Regions from separate parts of the Sus scrofa genome. Here region 2 is linked to region 1. A link is a contact called in public Hi-C data. All regions are on one chromosome and are shown on one strand. Each heading gives the region's core, a stretch centred on a gene start, on an enhancer-like site or on the middle of the called end of the contact. The rest is flanking DNA. Distances are from core to core; before and after follow the strand shown. Region 1 holds the start of DIEXF (digestive organ expansion factor homolog). Region 2 holds the start of C9H1orf74 (UPF0739 protein C1orf74 homolog).

What was found. Hi-C and Micro-C count contacts between places; a contact is called where the count stands out from the background.
Region 2: a contact with region 1 is called in a Hi-C map of liver, with 7 times the contacts expected there. The contact joins the promoter of C9H1orf74 here to the promoter of DIEXF in region 1. A contact is called at or near these places in 1 of 5 promoter capture datasets (liver), 7 of 47 Hi-C or Micro-C datasets (alveolar macrophages, heart right ventricle, liver and 1 more) and 2 of 2 datasets of contacts at active chromatin or transcription factors (alveolar macrophages and skeletal muscle).

Annotation. Positions count from the first base shown.
Region 1 is chr9:133,138,321-133,143,569 of Sscrofa11.1, forward strand. It overlaps DIEXF (digestive organ expansion factor homolog), which reads right to left and starts at 2,938. Exons shown (of 12, transcript XM_003130420.6): 1 at 2,723-2,938; 2 at 1,913-1,952; 3 at 975-1,230. The coding sequence starts at 2,829. LOC102159985 (a long non-coding RNA gene) reads left to right here and starts at 2,964. Exons shown (of 3, transcript XR_305746.3): 1 at 2,964-3,099; 2 at 5,090-5,157.
Region 2 is chr9:133,184,821-133,190,069 of Sscrofa11.1, forward strand. It overlaps C9H1orf74 (UPF0739 protein C1orf74 homolog), which reads left to right and starts at 3,051. Exons shown (of 3, transcript XM_021063892.1): 1 at 3,051-3,255; 2 at 3,884-4,802. The coding sequence starts at 3,979. The coding sequence ends at 4,770. It overlaps TRAF3IP3 (TRAF3-interacting JNK-activating modulator), which reads right to left. Exons shown (of 15, transcript XM_021063884.1): 15 at 5,200-5,249.

The sequences.
Region 1 (5,249 bases), core at 1,688-4,187:
AAAAAAATACTTTCTATATTTCAGAAAGGCAAAGCAGCATTTAGATAATAGAATATAAAAAGTTACCAGGGTATAATCAGACAATAGAATGCTACTCCAATAATAAAAAGAAATAAACTCCTAATACAGGAATCACATTGGATGAGAAGCCAAGAAGCCAGATACAAAAGAGTGCTTCCTGTATACTTCCATTCATATGAATTAGACAGAACAGGCAAAACTCATCGACAGTGAAAAAAGCAGGTCAGTGCTTGCCTGACGCCAGGCCTGGGAAACCGGCTGTAAAAGCACCAGAAGAGATTTCTGTAGGTGTTGGAAAGGTTCTTCATTTTGTCCTGGTGCTGGTAATATATACACATTTGTCAAAACTCATCAAATTACATACTTGAGATGGTCACACTTTACTGTATGCAAATCACACCTCAATAAAGTTGATCTAAAGGTGAAAAGTCACTTAAAAGTCTGGGTGTGACATGGTCCTTTAAGCTTTTCAGTCCCAGTGCTTCCCTGGGGTCTTCCCTCAGGTATCCCATCAGCATGGTGGGACCACTTCATGTCCCTTCAACACCTTAGACCTAGCCATTCCATTCGAATCTGCTGCTTAAAAAGTTTTGTATATTGTATCGCTCTTACCGTAAACTTGGTTTCCCTATGGGAGGAACAATAATCTCTTTAAAAAATTTGAGACCATCACAAAAACAGAATTATGTTCTCTTTCCTCTCAATCAGGGGAACTTGAACTAGGATTGATGAAGTCCTGGAAATCATAAGCAAAAATGTCATTTCTGCATTTTTCTGGCCAGAGAGCCCTAGGTTTTCATCAGAGTCTCAAAGGTATCACCGAGCCCAGCAGGGTTAAGAATCTCTGCTTTGGGTCCGTGTGTTTTCACCCGGCTCACGCAGGACAGGGTGCCGCGCCCACGGGGCCAGCTGTCTGTGGTCCTGGCAAAGAGGAGCCCAGCAAAGACACTCACTCTCGCGCGTGTCTGCAGACTCTGCTGCCAGGTCTTCCTCCGCACTCACGTCGCCATCACCTTCTTCAAGATCCATTTCTGCCTCATCTACAACACTGCCTTCTTCCTCCTCTTCTTCCTCTTCTTCCTCTTCCTCCTCCTCCTCCTCCTCCTTGGAAACACTCTTTAACGTAGCGAGAAGTCTGTGATAACCAGAAACTTGTTCTGGTTCACTCTCCGCTTCACTTTCAGAACTCGAAGAATCTGAACTCTCTGACTAAAAGGAAAATGGGGATTTTAAAAACAAAATTCATATTGTTCTCGTTGCTACTCCATGACGACCATCAGGCCCACAGTGCAAGAGGCTGAGACTTTTCTAAATAAAAATTAGCTTCTCTGCAAATATGCAATCTTATCTATTCAACCAAGCCTAGCACCAAATTTATTTGATAGCTAATCTAGCTATGATTCTAGAAGCTCTTCATCTTCTTTGAATTGCTAATCTTGCACAAGGAGAAAGTCTAAAAACAGAGCTTAGGTTGTCTGTATTAACCTATGTGTCAGATATTTGGCACATTTAAAGGAGCAAGAGGAAAAATTGCAACAAAAAATGCAGTAGTTTTTTTCTGCATTTGTGGTAATAAGACCTTTGATGACTTCGCACGCTATTGTATGTTAAGCAAACAAGGCATTCCCCTCTTAAGACTCACCAAGAGCCCTCTGCTTAACAGGTCCTAACAAGCTAATCTCTCACGACAACGTCAAACTTTGGGTACTGTATTAGTTATCACAATGGCATTTTAACCAACATCTGCATTCAAAGCTAAGCAACATTACCAAAATAAAAGCTTACATCTAAAATCGAAAAGAACGCAAGTGCAGGCAAACTGTACTATTATATAGAACCTTAAAAGTAACAACCCAGAATCAGTTATCATAAAGAAGGCATAAAGCATTACCAGGTGACAAATCTGTGGTTTTGCTTCCTTTCTGGAAACCCTGAGAAGAAATAGGCAATGTTAAACTCTTAACTACTAGTATTCGGCAATTAATAAAAATGTCTAAAGATAGGACTTTAAGTGAACATGGCAGACATTATAAACACATCATAACTACAGTCACGTAAAAACTCCGTAGGTACTGGGACGAGGATTGTACGAATGTGCCAAATAGAAAATAATCGATAAAAAAAAAAAAGTTTAACAAGGTCACATGACAAATAGCAGTCACACAATACCTGGCTCTCATCCAAAAAATGGGAAAACTGTCAAATAAAAGTCTTCGGGGTTCACCACTTCCAGCAAGTCCCTCTAATTGTTGATAAAGCGGCCTAAAGTGGTGGGATGAGCACTAAAGTAGGATCATAACTGAGAGTCTGGACACTTACAGAGGAACCCACAACTACCGAGACATCAGTTCCGTCACTGTCATTGAATTGATCGGTGATGTCGAAGGTCCCACGTGTGGGACCAATCCTTGGAAAGCACGCACACACACAAATTCAGAAAACCAGCCCCATAAGGAGGCGTGCGGTCTAGCATAGAGTTATCAGCTCAAAGTTAGACCCGTGAAGAACCGCATCTCAGGCGGAAGCCGCCAGTCTTCCCAGCCGACCAAGGCCGGCGCGGGGCGCGCAGGAAGCGGCGGGAGCTGCCCCGTCCCCGTCCCCGTCCCCGTCCCGGGGACCCGCGGACCGAGCGCCGAAAAGCACGCGGGCTCCCAGCGGGAGAAGACGCCGGCTGCCCTGGCCCCAGCCGCGCCCCTCCCACCTGTCGTAGAAGGGATGCTCCTCGCCGAAATCGCGGAGATGCTTCTTCTGCTTCTTAGTCAGAGTGTTGATCAGCTGGCTCTGGCTCCGGCTCCCGCGTTTGCCCATGGCGATCACAACTTCGCCCCCTTCCAAGGGGCCCGCTTTTCACCTGGAAGTAATCTCGCCAACCGACCCACGCGGGCTCGCCGGCAGCGCTTTACGGCAGAAGCAGCGTGCCATAAAGCAGGCCCGCTTTACGTCGCGCTTGTACGACAGGCGTTAAAACTTCCTGGTTTCCATTCCGCCCCCTGGCGACGCTCTTTGGAAGCACATGTACGCACGCCCATTTTTTCTCTGAGCCCCAGAAGGAAGGCGGACAGGCTTCGGCTTCCCCAGGTGGGTACAAAGGTGCGTGGTACTTTGCTCGTCACTTTCGGTTGTGAGAATCGGCCTGCGTAAACGTGTAGTAGTGGAGGTGGTTGAATGCAGTGCCTTTATATTATGCCACAATAAAAACGCAACCAGCCTTTAAGGGTGCGGGAGCATCTCAAGACTCCTCACAGCAGTTGACAAATAGGTCTTGTTCAAAAGCCTGCTATTTTAAATGAGAAAAGGGATGCTTAGAAAGGGTTACGTGCACACGAGCGAAAGAGGAGCTGGAAACCCAAGTCTGCTGCGACCACAGGTTTTTTCCCCTAGGATGTGCCACAGGTGTGGGGAGGCAAGGCTGAGATTCGCACCCTTGCCCTTCCCCTTCCCCTCATTTTACTGAAGTATTGCAGGATCCCCGGTAACTCATCTATTCCGACATTTTTCATGGTACTAGAGCAGAACTCCATCCGGAGAGGTAAAGTGATTTCCTAAGTCACCCAGAGAGACGGTGTTAGAGAAAGCAGTAAAGCCCAATCAGGTGTCCCAAGACCGAACTCGAAGCCGGACGGAGCACTTTCAAAGGGGAAGTAACTGGAGCTTCCACTGTGGCCCCGCGGATTAAGGACCTAACATGGTCTCCGTGAGGATGCAGGTTTGATCGCTGGCTTCCTTCAGTGGGTTAAACATTTGCCATGTAGTTCACAGGTGCAGCTCTGATCCGGTGTGGCTGTGGTGTAGGCTGGCAGTTACAGCTCTAATTTGACCCCTAGCCTGGGAACTTCCATGGCAGGTGCAGCCCTTAAAAAGAAAAAGAAAGGGCAGGGGTGGGGTGGGGGGTAGTAACTGTTCTATATCTTGATCATGGTGATAGTTACACCTTGTATAATTAAGAAAACAGTACGTTTGAAATTGGTACATTTTGGCTGTGGCTAGGCCAGCGGCTGCAGCTCCGCCTAGCCTGGGAACGTCCATATGCTGCAGGTTTGGGCCTAAAAAGCAAAATAAAATAAAATAATAAAATAAAACAGGTACATTTTAATGTAAGCAAATAATAACCTCAAGAAACAAAGAGAAAAAACAAACACCAACTGGACTTAACACTCCAGAAAGGTGTGTGCTCCTTAAAGACCGCAGTATCCACACAGAGAGACACTATTCCTGAGAGTAACTTACAGTGTCATGTCCTGTAAAAACAAAGTGCTTCTTCATAGACTGCAGAATTCACTTTAATGTTTAAGGTAGAACAAGAGCTTTCAAAGATAGCGTTCCCTGCCCTTGCTATTAGAGGAGCGCCTGTGGGAGCATTGGAGCTCTGTCCAATACCACGTCATGCCTCTAGAAGTTGCGATAGAACTATTCCAATCCTGTTCTTGGTGGTTTTAGTCACCGTTTCCTCCTCCTAATTAGATTCAGGGAGACCGGGGTGGGGTAGGGAGGGGAGGGAGGAAGAATCAAGAAAGTATGCAAACAGCAGGTAGTGCCAGCCGCTGGCCCAGCCAAGGAGCCCTTAAACAAACAGACATCTGTCTTCTGTCTAATTTCAAGATAAAAAGTACAGTCACTTATGTCAACAAAAGGCTGTTTGCAAAATGTCATCATATATTTGAAGGCACTCACCACAACATAACCTGGCGGTGACAATAAAGCCATCCTTTTTTTCTGCCCTCCCTCCATTCCAAGTGCCCCAGCTTCCCTCCCCAGAGGCAACCAGTGTCTTGGTGTTCTTCCAGAGATCTTCTATGAAAGAGCTATGCTCTTGAGGGCTTGAGGTGACGCCTTACTCTCTCCTGGTTTGCACGTCGTTGTCCTGTGGAAAGGTCTAGACGGTTCCCAGGTTTCGGACACAACTGGGCCCTGACTCCACCCACGAGGTCTCCTTCTTGGCACACTGAGCCATGGAGAAGGAGCCCGCCTCTGAAACTGTTTCTATTAGCCTTTGACAATGGAAAAGGGGCCGCTTGTGCAATTTTAACCCGTGCGTTCAGAATGTAAACCTTTTTGTTCCCGCCTCCAGGGAAAGTTCTTAGTAAAACCCACGCGAAGAAGATGCCTGTGCCAATTAGTAGAGTCCTTAGGAAGATGGTAAGAAGGCAGCATTGTTCTTCCCTTTCTTCTGCCCACACTCAGCCCTTCCTTTTCCCTCCTCCGAGCTTTTCCTTTTCCCTTCCCTTCAG
Region 2 (5,249 bases), core at 1,801-4,300, 47 kb after region 1:
CCATATTAAGAAAGTCCACTTCGGTCTGCTACCCTTAAACCAAGCCACCGCCCCCCTGAGGCTGAAGTTGAGCTGGCTGAAAAGTTGGGCCAGCTTTATTTCAAAGACCATAAGCTCCCCTCAGTCACAGGTGGCTGTGTGACTTACTCATTTAGAATGCTTAAGCTGTGGTTTTAGGATCTCCAGGGGACCTAGGAGGATCTGCTGTTACTAAAGTATGACCAAGGGAAATCTGGGTGCTTAGCTATGAGCAAAAGTTGGGCTTCTAGAGACCAGGACACATGCAAGGTATAGAAACTATATATGGGGGGCATTTTGTTGAGTGTGTGAAGTGAGGGATTTGGTCTTGATGTCTGGCTGCCTCTGTTTCTGCAGAGCTCAAAGAAAGAACTCACAGCAAATAAACTGAGAGGGCAACTGCTGGGTCTAGACTGGCCCCTCTTCCTTATTCTGGGAGAGGCTAACAGCCAGGCTGTTCATCTGGATGGGGGCTCAGATAATAAGTGCCAAAAAGGATTGAACTCTTAGTATGTGACTGTAGTGACAAGTTTATGCTCAGAGGAACGGATGAGTGGTTATGCGGTCTTAATAGCACAGTTTCGGAGTTCTCGTTGTGGTGCAGTGGTTAACGATCTGACGAGACATGGTTGCAGTCGATCGCTGCCTGCCAGTGGTTAACGATCCGGCATTGCCGTGAGCTGTGGTGTAGGTCGCAGACGTGGCTCTGGCGTAGGCTGGCAGCTACAGCTCCGATTCGACCCCTAGCCTGGGAACCTCCATATGCCGCAGGAGCGGCCCAAGAAATGGCAAAAAGACAAAAAAAAAAAAAAAAAAAAAAAAAAATAGCAGTTTCTTCTTTCCCCATCCCCGTCCTTTTCAGAACACTGGCAGAGTGCACGCAGGGCTCCCTCTCTGGTCCTGATGCCAGGTATCCTTTCTTGGAGACTCAGTCGGCTCTCCCCTTTGGTGGCGACACCACTCACTCCCTTGGTGTTTTTAACTTCCTTGCCTTCACCTTGCTTAGGGCTGGGAAGGGAGTTAGGTGTGTCACCAGCTTTTTGTTTTTGTCACTGTCCACCCCACTGAACTAGATTAGTTGTAGGCATAAATGGGGAGGGCAAGGCTTGGATCTAGGCTGGCCTCTCACCCATATAGTTAGGTCCCTGGCTATATGTTCCCATAGCACCCTATACTTCCTCTTTCAGAATAATCAATTCCCTTGCAATTGTTCAGCATTCGTGTCCTGCCTGACTACTTCAAGTTTGTAAACTTGCTGAAGATAGGGACTGTTTGTCTTGGACTTTGCTGCCAGCTCTTAGCACAGTGTCTGGTACCTAGTGTGTTCTCAGATATTTATGGTTAGAATAAATGAACTAAGTCATTTTAGGGACTGACTGCTAACTACTGTGAGAAATTAAAATAAATATGGGGAAGGAAAAAAGTCCTAAAATTAGCTTCTAGTCTCTGCTTCTGAGTCCCTCTGAGTTAAGAACCAGGGTTAGAATGGGAGCCCCTACAAGCTTGCCCTCCTTGCAGGCTGGCCCCACCTTTATTCCTCAGGGGTCTCTACACAGTCTGCAGATACTACTAAGATGGAGCCTGTGTAGGCGCCTGCAGTTCCCTTAGCCTTTGCCTATTTATTATCTATCAATGAACTTCGGCCATTTATTCAGAGACAAATTTTTTCAAGAAATTCTTTCCCTCTGTGAGATGGGTCATAATGCTGGTAAAGAAGTTAAACTTTCAGTGAAATAACTGTTTTTACCTGATGATTTGATTGAAAAGTGTTTAGGGGGTTCCGTTGTGGCTCAGCGGTTCATAAACCCGACTAGTATCCATGAAAACATGGGTTCGAACCCTGGCCTCGCTCAGTGGGTTAAGGATCCAGCGTTACTGTGAGCTGTGGTGTAGGTCAAAGACACCGCTCAGATCCCACATTGCTGTGGCTGTGGGGGAGGCTGGCAGCTATAACTATGATTCCACCCATAGCCTGGGAACTTCCATATGCCACGGGTGCAGCCCTAAAAAGACAACAACAACAAAAAAAAGTGTCTGCATCTCTGCCTCTTATTTCTCACTTTGAAGTCAGCAAACAGAATTCGACCAAACTGAGCTCCAGGAAGGAGGGGTTTTTGTCTGTTATGTACACTGCAGTAAGTACCTCCAGCACCTAAAGCAGGCCTAGTACACATGTGTCCAGGGTGAAGACTCATGCCTTCACACCGTGCTTAGAAATGGCAAACCTGGAGTTCCCGTCGTGGCGCAGTGGTTAACGAACCCGACTAGGAACCACGAGGTTGCGGGTTCGACCCTGGCCTTGCTCAGTGGGTTAAGGATCCGGCGCTGTCGTGAGCTGTGGTGTATGTAGGTCGCAGACGCTGCTCGGATCCCGCGTTGCTGTGGCTCTGGTGCAGGCCGGCGGCTACAGCTCCAACTAGACCCCTAGCCTGGGAACCTCCATACGCCTCAGAAGAGGCCCTGGAAAAGGCAAAAAGACAAAAAGCAAACCTTGGCCAGGACACTTCTCCACCCACTTCTCAGACCTCAGCCTCTCAAATTTAGGATTTAGGCAGGTCAAAGCAAAAACAAAAAAAACTTTGCAGCACCACCCACAGGTGAAAGTATCACGCAAAACACGTCGCTTGCCTTGAGATATTTCGTTTGCAGGGGAAAGCGTCCTTCTCCAGACACAAATCAAAGGTGTTTCTGCTCGGCGTGCCCCGCTTCTGCCTCCCTGGTCAAACGGGACACTGGACTTAAAAACAACACACAAGCGAAGAGCTGGCGGCTTCAACCGGTCCCGCCTCCTTCCGTCCACTCCCTTCCCTTCCTCTTCCGGCGCAGGGGGGCGGGGCCGGGATCAGCCGGGCCGGAAGGGGCCGGACCTCAGGCACCAGCACTTCCGGTATGCAGCCGCGCGGCCTGCCGGTGGTTCCTACGCGGGGAGCGCGAGAGGACCGGGTGACGTTACGGAAAGCGGCGGGACAGGGCATGTGCTGGGCATGCGCAGCAGGCAGACCTCGCCTCCCCGGCCCCTGCGGGCGGTAAGGGACCTCCCCTTGCGGGCGGGACTTCTAGCTTCGCGGCGGAGCACAGGGTCTCGCGGCCTTCCGGGCAGCGGGCAGGAAACTGGAAGGGGTTCCTGAGCCCGCGAATCTGCAGGGGAAGTAGAAGGACGTCTGTGTGTGCAAGGGAGACCTCTGCCTCATTTACTAAATCCCTGTACTGTGCCCAGGAAAGGGCGTGGGGGTTGAGGTGAGCCTGTCGTCCGAGGGCCAGTGACTGTCCACCAGTAGGGGGAGGCGGGGCCTGCAGAAGTTGCAAGACAAGCCTCTTGCAGTTCCAGCCAATTTAACTTATTTACTTTGTGTCTCAACATGAGATGTTTGGTAGTCCACATTCTAGTGTGTATCGTTTAATCAGACCGCTATTCTTACAACTATTCTTGGCCGGAAGAGAAAGAGGAGTTGGCAATGAAAAGAGTACATGTGGAACCTACTCTGTCTCAGAGGACAGTTTTAGGTGAAATGCTCTGAATTTTGCCAGAGAGTGCTCTGCTTCTTTTCGGCCCCGACCTCCTTCAGGTGTGAATCAGAGAAGGTAAATTACAACAGGAAAATTTAGGAGGGAAGCCAGAGAGAGTGTAAATATAACCTTAAGGCCAGAGAGACAGTTGAATTTGGAACTAAGAGAGACTAAGTCACCAAAAAATCAGGGTGCCATTGGTGATGCCGTTTTATCTGGGCTGGGTTAGCATTCCAAAGCAGAGGGAGGGGAAGTGACCTCTGGAAGATGCTGTAAGACTTAAGGGAAGGCTATTGTCAGGTTTCCTGGTATGTCACTGGCTGGTGCTAATAATCCCCTGCTACTGCTTTGTTTTTAGGCCCTTCTTCAAGTGTCTGGAGCTCAGAGATGCAGCCCAGGGGAGGGAACTGTGACTAGTTAAGGAGGCCATGCTTACTGTTGCTTCCAGAGTCCATGTCAACACTGAGTCTTCAGCTGCTGGTGGCAGCTGCTCAGCAGACCCTGGGCATGGGGAGGAGCCGGGGCCCACCCCGAGCCGTGTGCCTTCATCTAGCCGGAGAGGTGCTGGCTGTGGCCAGGGGACTTAAGCCAGCTCTGCTCTATGATTGCAACTGTGCAGGGGCAGCAGAGCTCCAGAGCTATCTGGAGCAGCTGCAGGGCCTGGGCTTCCCGACCCGGGGGCTTCACATTCTTGAGATTGGAGAAGACAGCCTGATTGTCTGTCCTGAGCGTGTGTGTCAGCACTTGGAGCAGGTGCTGCTTGGTTCCGTAGCCTTTGTGGATGTTTCCAGCGCTCAGCCTCACCCTTCCGTCTGCTCCCTGGACCAGCTTCAGGACTTGAAGGCCCTCCTGGCTGAGATCATCGCTCATTTGCAGGGACTGAAGACGGACCTGTCCCTGGCAGTCTCCAGCAGCAGGCTCTGTTCCTCAGACTGGAATCTCTGTACTGTGTTTGGGATCCTCCTGGGCTATCCTGTCCCCTATACCTTTCACGTGAGCCAGGGAGGTGACAATTGCTTAGCCCTGACTCCACTACGGGTATTCACTGCCCGGATCTCTTGGCGACACAGTCAACCACCAGTCTTGCTCTATTCCTTTAGCGTCCCAGAGAGCTTGTTCCCGGCCCTGAGGGACATTCTAAATACTTGGGAGAAGGACCTTAGAACTCGATGTAGGACTCAGAATGACTTTGCTGACCTCAGCATCTCCTCCGAGGTGGTCACCCTGCCTGCTGTGGCCCTCTGACTGTAACTCTTTCCTCGCATAGAAGGTGCTCGGTAAGTGATCAGCTCTTGTTAAGGACGGCAAATAGGTATGATCTCAAGTACCAGACACTGGGGAAGAATGCTGTAATACATTTTCCATTTCTGTGCTAAGGGGTCCTCTGGATTTAGCTGAGATGTCTGTTGTTTTTTTCACTGGATGGAAGATAGAGGGAAGGATTGTGGAGAAGGAGGGAAGGTGCCGGAGGACGAGTAACGTGCCCGCGTGTGGAAGTGTACCCATCCCTGCCCTGTGTGCGGAGTGTCTGCCAGGGATCAAAGGGCCGGGCTTTGCTGCTTGTTGGTTTACCTCCAACGGACCTGGGCCAGGGAGAGTAGACCGGGTGGCTTAAGTGTCTTCTCTCTGAGTGATGTGTCACTCAGCAAAGAGCTGAGAGTTCTGAGGAACAAAGACTGTCAGGTGAAGTTTATTTGTTTGTTGTTACAGCAGAGTAGAAAAAC